Linked DNA regions of Hordeum vulgare: region 2 is linked to region 1. Evidence: chromatin contacts called from public Hi-C data. All regions are on one chromosome and are shown on one strand. The core of a region is the stretch at or near the end of the contact, and the rest is flanking DNA. Distances in the headings are between cores, read along the strand shown.

Region 1 (3,512 bases), core at 959-3,458:
ACTTGAACTTGCACATCGCAATCTTGATGACGATCACAACTTGACGTCATACTCCATGGATTGTATGAGAACTTCCCTTTGACGCAAGCCCATGGAAACACACCTAACCCCCACATAGAACTCTCACGAAGACCATGGGTTAGTACACAAACACGTAATGGACAATGCTTACCGTACCATGGGATCACTTGATCCCTCTTGGTACATCTTGTACGCTTTGTGTGTTGATCATCTTGATTTACTCTTTGTCTGAGATCTTGATCAACCATGTGTCTCTATGACCATTCTTTGGATAATACCTTGAATACCATCTTGGTCATTATATAAACTCCTTGAACCCAACAGATGGACTTCAAGAAATGCCTATGGACAAATCCTATAAATGTAACTTAAGGCAACCATTAGTCCATAGGAATTGCCATCAAGTACCAAAACCACATATGGAGATATATGCTCTAACAGCCGCCCAAGCAAAGGAGATGGCAGGGTAGCAGGCCATCATGAAGTCCATCCACGATGAGCCCTATGTGGCGGCCAACCGGTGCTTTATTTCGTCGAACTCGACGTGAAGGTGGAGGTGAAACCGGAGGATCCATATGAGCCCGCGTTGCGGTTACGTCCATGTATGAAGTGCATGTCATGGAAATAATGAACATCTTCAACAAGCACCGGGTAATTTAGGTTATTTGATCTATATAGTACATAGTTTGCATATTTTTTGTATTTATCATATGAAGTATGAGACAAAAAAAACAAATTTAAATTTTGATCCGTTAATGTACGTAGACGCATTGCAAGTGTCCGCGTAGGCGTCCGGACCCGGAAGCGTTTGGGGTCAGCTTTCTTGTGTGTGGCTGAAGATGCTTTCATGGTCTTAATTTCTTTTTTGGCGAGTGGACCTTGCCTTTATTATAATCACTGCACAGTTAGTTTAGCCTTGGTGTGACACCACTTCACAAAGCCAAAGCGTACCTTTTCTCTTTCTCCATGTCTCTCAGCATTATATTTATAAAAAAGTCGATTCGTGTTTTTGGTGGCAGCTTCGCGCATGCCGCTGCAAAAATAATTTAGAAAGGAGATCATAGAAGGTTTTCAGAGCACTGAGCACCCATCATCGTTCGTTCTCGCGCATCGAATCCGCATCAGGTGAGACGTCAGTGGCCTGCTCATCCAGTAGAATAAGCCCACTAGGTTCCAATAGGACGACGACGGGCCCCAGGGGAGTTCATGGGGTGCGGCCCATTCACAGCTGTTCCTTCCTTCCTTAAAGTTTAAGAACGCGGGTAGTCGCAGCAAGTTTGCATCGTGCCCAGCGTCCTTCTAGAAGCCAGCCTACGTTCTTGCTTTGTTCAGACCTGGAGCTCACATTTGGTGGCAAACTTTCTTACGTACGGATAACTAGCTACCTTACTGGGTGCGTTTGAACTACATGTCACATCTCCGTAGCCATTGCACAGTGCATAAAATCCAGTAAAAAACGTACACGATCCCTATCACAAAAAAAAAATACTGCTTGCACATTTTTAAAATTTACCACTTGCGTTGGAGTTTGCAGTAATGGAAAAATACTGAGAAAAGAAAGTGGAAAGTAGGCAGCAGGCCAATCGCATTTCTTGTACCGGAGGAAAAAAAAGAGGCATCACATTCTCCCATCGAAATGGAAACCACCGAGGCAAAAGCGGGAGCGCATCCCACATCACCCTCCTCCGTCGTCTTCCTCGCGGTGGTCCCCGCGCCAACGCACGGGGCCCACGTCACCATCTTATCTCCCGCAGCCCCGTCTCATCGGACGGACGGGCGGGCCAAGCAAGCATCCATCCGCGAACCGCCGAAGCCCCCGGGCCACACACACGATGGCCAGCCCACCCTCGGATCCCGATCGCACGGCCGCGGACCGTTCAAACCTCCTTGCGCGTGAGGTCAAACGCGAGACCGCGTGTCCGTGCTGCCGGCGTCACGCGTGTCGTGGCACCTCGCCGCGCGCCGCACGTGACTGCGCGTCGGCTCGGTGGAGCGTCCGATCCTCATCCGACGGGGCCCGTGCCTCCGCCCGTAACGGCGTGAAGGGCGCGGAAGCCACGGCGTCAGGACGCGGGAGCGCTGACCGGGGAGACGGCGTCAGGCGCGCACGGTCGCCGTCTGCTCGGAGCCGGGGGCATATAAAGCCGTGGCACTTTGGGATTTATTTATTTCTCTCTCGCTCGCCGTCTTGCTTGTGATAGATATTAATTATCGCGCACACGAAAAGAGGGAGGGGGCGCAAAGAGAGAAGGGACTAGGACACGAGAACCACAAGAGAGAGAGAAGAAAAGCGAGAGAGAAAGGGAGGGAGATTGCTGGAGGTGGATCGAGGCGCCGGGCCGGCCGTGCAGATCGGAGGAGGTGAGAGCTCCCGTCCTCGTACCTCGTCGGCTTCCGTGCCTGCTGTGCGACTGATTTTTGCCGGAAGCCGCTGAATTGCTGTGCTTTTTTTGGGTGTTTTTTGCCTGGCTATTTCGGGTTTGATTCCATAGTTCGGGAGGGCGAAGGTGGGATCCTGGGCGGGTTCCGGGCTCTCGTTCGGCGATGAGATGGGCTGTTGGACGGGGTTTGGTGGTTCGGGTGAGTGGTGTCTAGCTGACGAATCAGTTGGGGATTCGTCTTGGTTTGAGCCAATTCGACCTGCCAAAGGCCTCGGCTGAGAGCATTTCGCTTCTAGCTTCCACGGATGACCTCCATTTCGGGGACGAAGGAGTTGATCCTGCTCCGCTTCCGCTCTGGAGGCTACTGTTGCATTTTGTTCCTAATTTTATACTGGCTGGCTCCTAGGTCTAGGTGGGCATGGCCTACTTATGGTTCGTCTGATGGGCGCTCATCCGTGCGAGATGTACTTTTATGTTACTTGCCTGGACTTGTGCCCGGAATTTATTATTCCAGAGTTAGTTAATTTCGTCGCCAAATTAGTGATTCTCATGTTAGAAATGGAACCATCGCTGCCTCTGGTTTATGGAAACATGGAGGCAGGCATACAGTAGTAGATTGATGCGGTAGCTCCAACTAGTCTAAACTAATTTTCCCGGGGAGGAACCACAGGATCTATCTGCCTCCTTGATTGGGACATATACACCTCGGAAAAAAAAATCTTATGTTTCGCTTGATTGACGAGTCAATTGGACCTGCCTTTCCTGAAGACGATTCATGGAAAAAGAACTCCCTTACCAGGCAAAGTGCCCCAATAGATGAACGAATCGAGGTTGGTCCTTGAGAGTGCGTCACTAACTTAATATCCAATAATCAATACTACGATTTTAGCTACCCTTAGCAGCTTAGCCTACTACACATGTTACACAAATTGGCTTCTTGTGTGAGTGATGAAAGGTGCTGCTGATTCCACACGGTCTGAGTGGTCAAACTTCTTGTTGCTAGTGGGGGGGGGTTCCATCTTGGGAATTCATAGGAAGAGCTACGGACCAATAGTCAAACCAACAAGGCTGGTCAATCGTCTTCAACCAACTAGAGAATCTTAGGGTCCG
Region 2 (3,383 bases), core at 34-2,533, 520 kb before region 1:
ACTCGTGTGGTGCCCTCCCTATCCATAGTCTCCACGCTCATTCCTTTTCTCTAATTTTGACACAAATTACAAATTACAAAGTTGAGTTGATATTTAACTAATATGTTTTGGAACTATTTTTGTCTAGCGTTCAAGTTCACAAGTAGTCACTGATTCGAGACTTTCGGTAGTTGCTTGTTCTATCGTCCAAGTCAAAAATCAAGGTAATATACGATTCTGAGTATTTTGAACTATCTATACAAGTCACAAGCGTATATTTCATGTGAGCTCATCGGTCCTATCGTCCTTGCGTTCTACTATGACATAAAAAGACTGAATGGTTTGACCACAATAGCACTTGAAAAATGATATATTGGAGAATATTAATTATGAAGATGTAATTGAAAATTGTATTTTGAGGAACACAAGACGGATGACAGTTTTTAATAGACATGAGGTTAGTTTATTGGTTTTAGTATTTTGTATAGATACTTGAGAATTTTCTAAACATTGTATGAAATAGCATAAATTATAATTACATAATTAAGAGATTATGTTTGCGTTATCATATATATTTTTAAATGTTAGGGCCTCATTTTGTTTTTCGCACTAGGGTTTCGAATTCCTCGATTCGGCCTTGATTCAAGGAATCACCCTCGATGAATTTCACTTGATACAATTGTCAAGGTGACGTGGAAGGAAACGTCCTCGAGAATGCTATAAAGAGGACGCGTAAGGGTGAGAAAGGCTTCATCGGTGAGAGGCGAGGAAATATAAGAGTGGACGTGATGTGTGCATGGAGGAGAAAGAATAGTAAGGAAGATACACGGGATGCCACTTTAGTCACTTGACTCTAGTCATGCCCCATTAATTTTAATTTCATATTATGTTTGTATAAGCGGAACTTGTACTCCATAGTTACATTATTGTTGATCAAAAAAAGTTACATTTTTTTAAGAAAAAAGTTACATTATCGGTGGAGCAAGCACACATCTTATCTTTACTGGAGAAGAAATAAGACTGACAGGTGGGCTATATAATTTTTTTAAAACACGTGACCACTCCGTCGATGCCCATACAGGCCTGGACTGCCGCGGAAGGTCCAAAACGAAAATCTTCCCCGCCCCATATGCCCACGTCCTCCCGCCGCTTCCGGATCCGAACCCTCGCGGCCCCGTCGCTCACATCCACCGTCCAATCTCGCGCATCCGACGGCCCTAAACAGCGATCCGCGTGATCGCCGCCCATTCGCTGCCGCCCCGTCCCTACCCTCCTATATATTCTCCCCAGCGCTGAACGACTCCTCCCACCTGCGTTTCTTTCGCCTCCACAGCCTCTTGTCCCCTCGCCCGTTCCGTCTCCCGTAGCAGCGCCTCCCTTCGTTCCCCTCTTCCTCGGTTGCTGAGATGGCCGGCCGTGGGAAGGCAATCGGCGCTGGCGCTGTCAAGAAGGCGACGTCGAGGAGTTCCAAGGCCGGGCTGCAGTTCCCAGTTGGCAGGATCGCCAGGTTCCTCAAGGCCGGCAAGTACGCCGAGCGCGTCGGAGCCGGCGCCCCTGTCTACCTCGCCGCCGTCCTCGAGTACCTCGCCGCTGAGGTTCGTTTCTCCCGGATCTCAATCCTTGCCCTCGGTCTCTCGGTATTCTATTACTTGATCCGGTTCCGTCGCGGTTCCGATAAATCTGGGCTATTCTTAGATCTGTTTAGAACCGTACCGTCAGTTAGTAGCAATCCGTCAATATTGGAGTTATTTACCTGTCCCAAATCGTTAGGATAGGGTTTCTTGGGTGCGAAGATGCGCTTTCATATAGTATATCCATTGCATTGGTTGCTGCTTGTTTTAATCTTGTCGTTCTCCCCCTTCTATCCAGGTTCTGGAGCTGGCCGGCAATGCCGCCAGGGACAACAAGAAGACCCGTATCGTGCCCCGCCACATCCAGCTCGCTGTGCGCAATGACGAGGAGTTGACCAAGTTGCTTGGCGGTGCCACCATTGCCAGTGGCGGTGTGATGCCCAACATCCACCAGCACCTCCTCCCAAAGAAGGCCTCTTCTTCCAAGGCCTCCACCGTCGATGACGACGACAACTGAGGCCCGCCCTTTTCATCACTGCCACCCCAGTCATGGATTACATTTGCATCACAAAGAGGGAGGAGTTTCTTGTTTCCTAGGATTTAGTGTCTTGGTTTTCAGAAGAGTCCGGATGGTTTGGTATTAGGAATTTCTAGTTGGTGGTCGGATTAGTTGCTTCAATCCTATGGCTGTGAATATGCCAAAGAAATTATCGAGTGTTTAAACTCAGATGTAATCCTGCTTGATCTTATCCGGTTTCCATGGTTGAAGAAATTGAAAGGATCTGAACTTTAAGCATATTGCCAATTCTGTTCCTCTTCGTTTGTCTTATCTGTTCTTTGTTTCGCCTGATGAATCAAATGTTCCATGCTCTGGCTAATTGTTTGCCAATATTTCATTGGCTTTTGGTAGTACATAATTACATCGTGTTTTTATAAATATTATGTGTTTCTGGTGGAACAAATGATATGTAACCAATTTCCATCCCCCATTCTTGTGATGAGACCAGAATGATCGAAGTACGGACTTACGAGTGCTGCATAGATTTCATTCTGCAACGTTATATTTTCACAAATTTCATTCCAAATTAGTATCAATCCCTCCCACAACGGACCTTATCCTAGGATTGCTTTAGGCAATCATCTGTTGAACGAACTTACGACTGTTATGTTGGCCGTGGCAAACCTGCTCTACAGAGTAGTTTGAAGGTAGATGCGTTTGTTTGCCCAGCATCAGTATTAACCGCCGTAACAATGTCTCGAAGGGATCGAGATCTCAGGTGTACCGTCGACGCGACAGCTCTTCCATCGACGTGTATATTACTCAACCGTTTGCATATACTCCCTCCAATATGTATTTGTCGTGCTATGAGATCGGAGGTACCCAAGGCACATTGCGCTTCGCAGGCCTCAGCGGATCTGCCGAGGGCGGTTTGCCGGGGTCATGCGGTTCAAGGTTGTGCTAGCAGGCATCCGCGGAGAGGCTTTTCCCTGATTAAGGTAATCGAGGTCAGCTGCGGGTTCTCGAGGTAATCCGTCGAAGGTTTCGCAATCGATGCAAGAGGACGAAGGCTAGGGCTCGGTAGGACGGAGGTCATCTTCGAGCCGTCGAAGGTTACACAATCGGTGCAAGAGGACGAAGGCTGGGGCTCGACAGGACGGAGGTCAGCTTCGAGCCCACCCAAGCGTCACTAAAAAGGCTTTTACAGGTGAAGACTGTCGTTGTCATGGTGAGTTGTAGTCTTGTCCCTTTTCAAAATGACCGTTGTGGCTGCCCTTCTCGCCGAGTGTGTTTCGGGGAAGAGGATCAAGGCCGATATAAACGAGAGGTCCGAC

What was found. Hi-C and Micro-C count contacts between places; a contact is called where the count stands out from the background.
Region 2: a Hi-C map of seedling shows a contact between it and region 1, with 5 times the contacts expected there. The contact joins the promoter of LOC123425799 here to the promoter of LOC123425796 in region 1. A contact is called at or near these places in 1 of 6 Hi-C or Micro-C datasets (seedling) and 1 of 1 datasets of contacts at active chromatin or transcription factors (embryo).

The regions. Positions count from the first base shown.
Region 1 is chr2H:192,471,702-192,475,213 of MorexV3_pseudomolecules_assembly, reverse strand. LOC123425796 (chitin-inducible gibberellin-responsive protein 1) reads left to right here and starts at 2,208. Exons shown (of 2, transcript XM_045109533.1): 1 at 2,208-2,382.
Region 2 is chr2H:192,991,125-192,994,507 of MorexV3_pseudomolecules_assembly, reverse strand. It overlaps LOC123425799 (histone H2A.4), which reads left to right and starts at 1,283. Exons shown (of 2, transcript XM_045109538.1): 1 at 1,283-1,574; 2 at 1,849-2,346. The coding sequence starts at 1,386. The coding sequence ends at 2,067.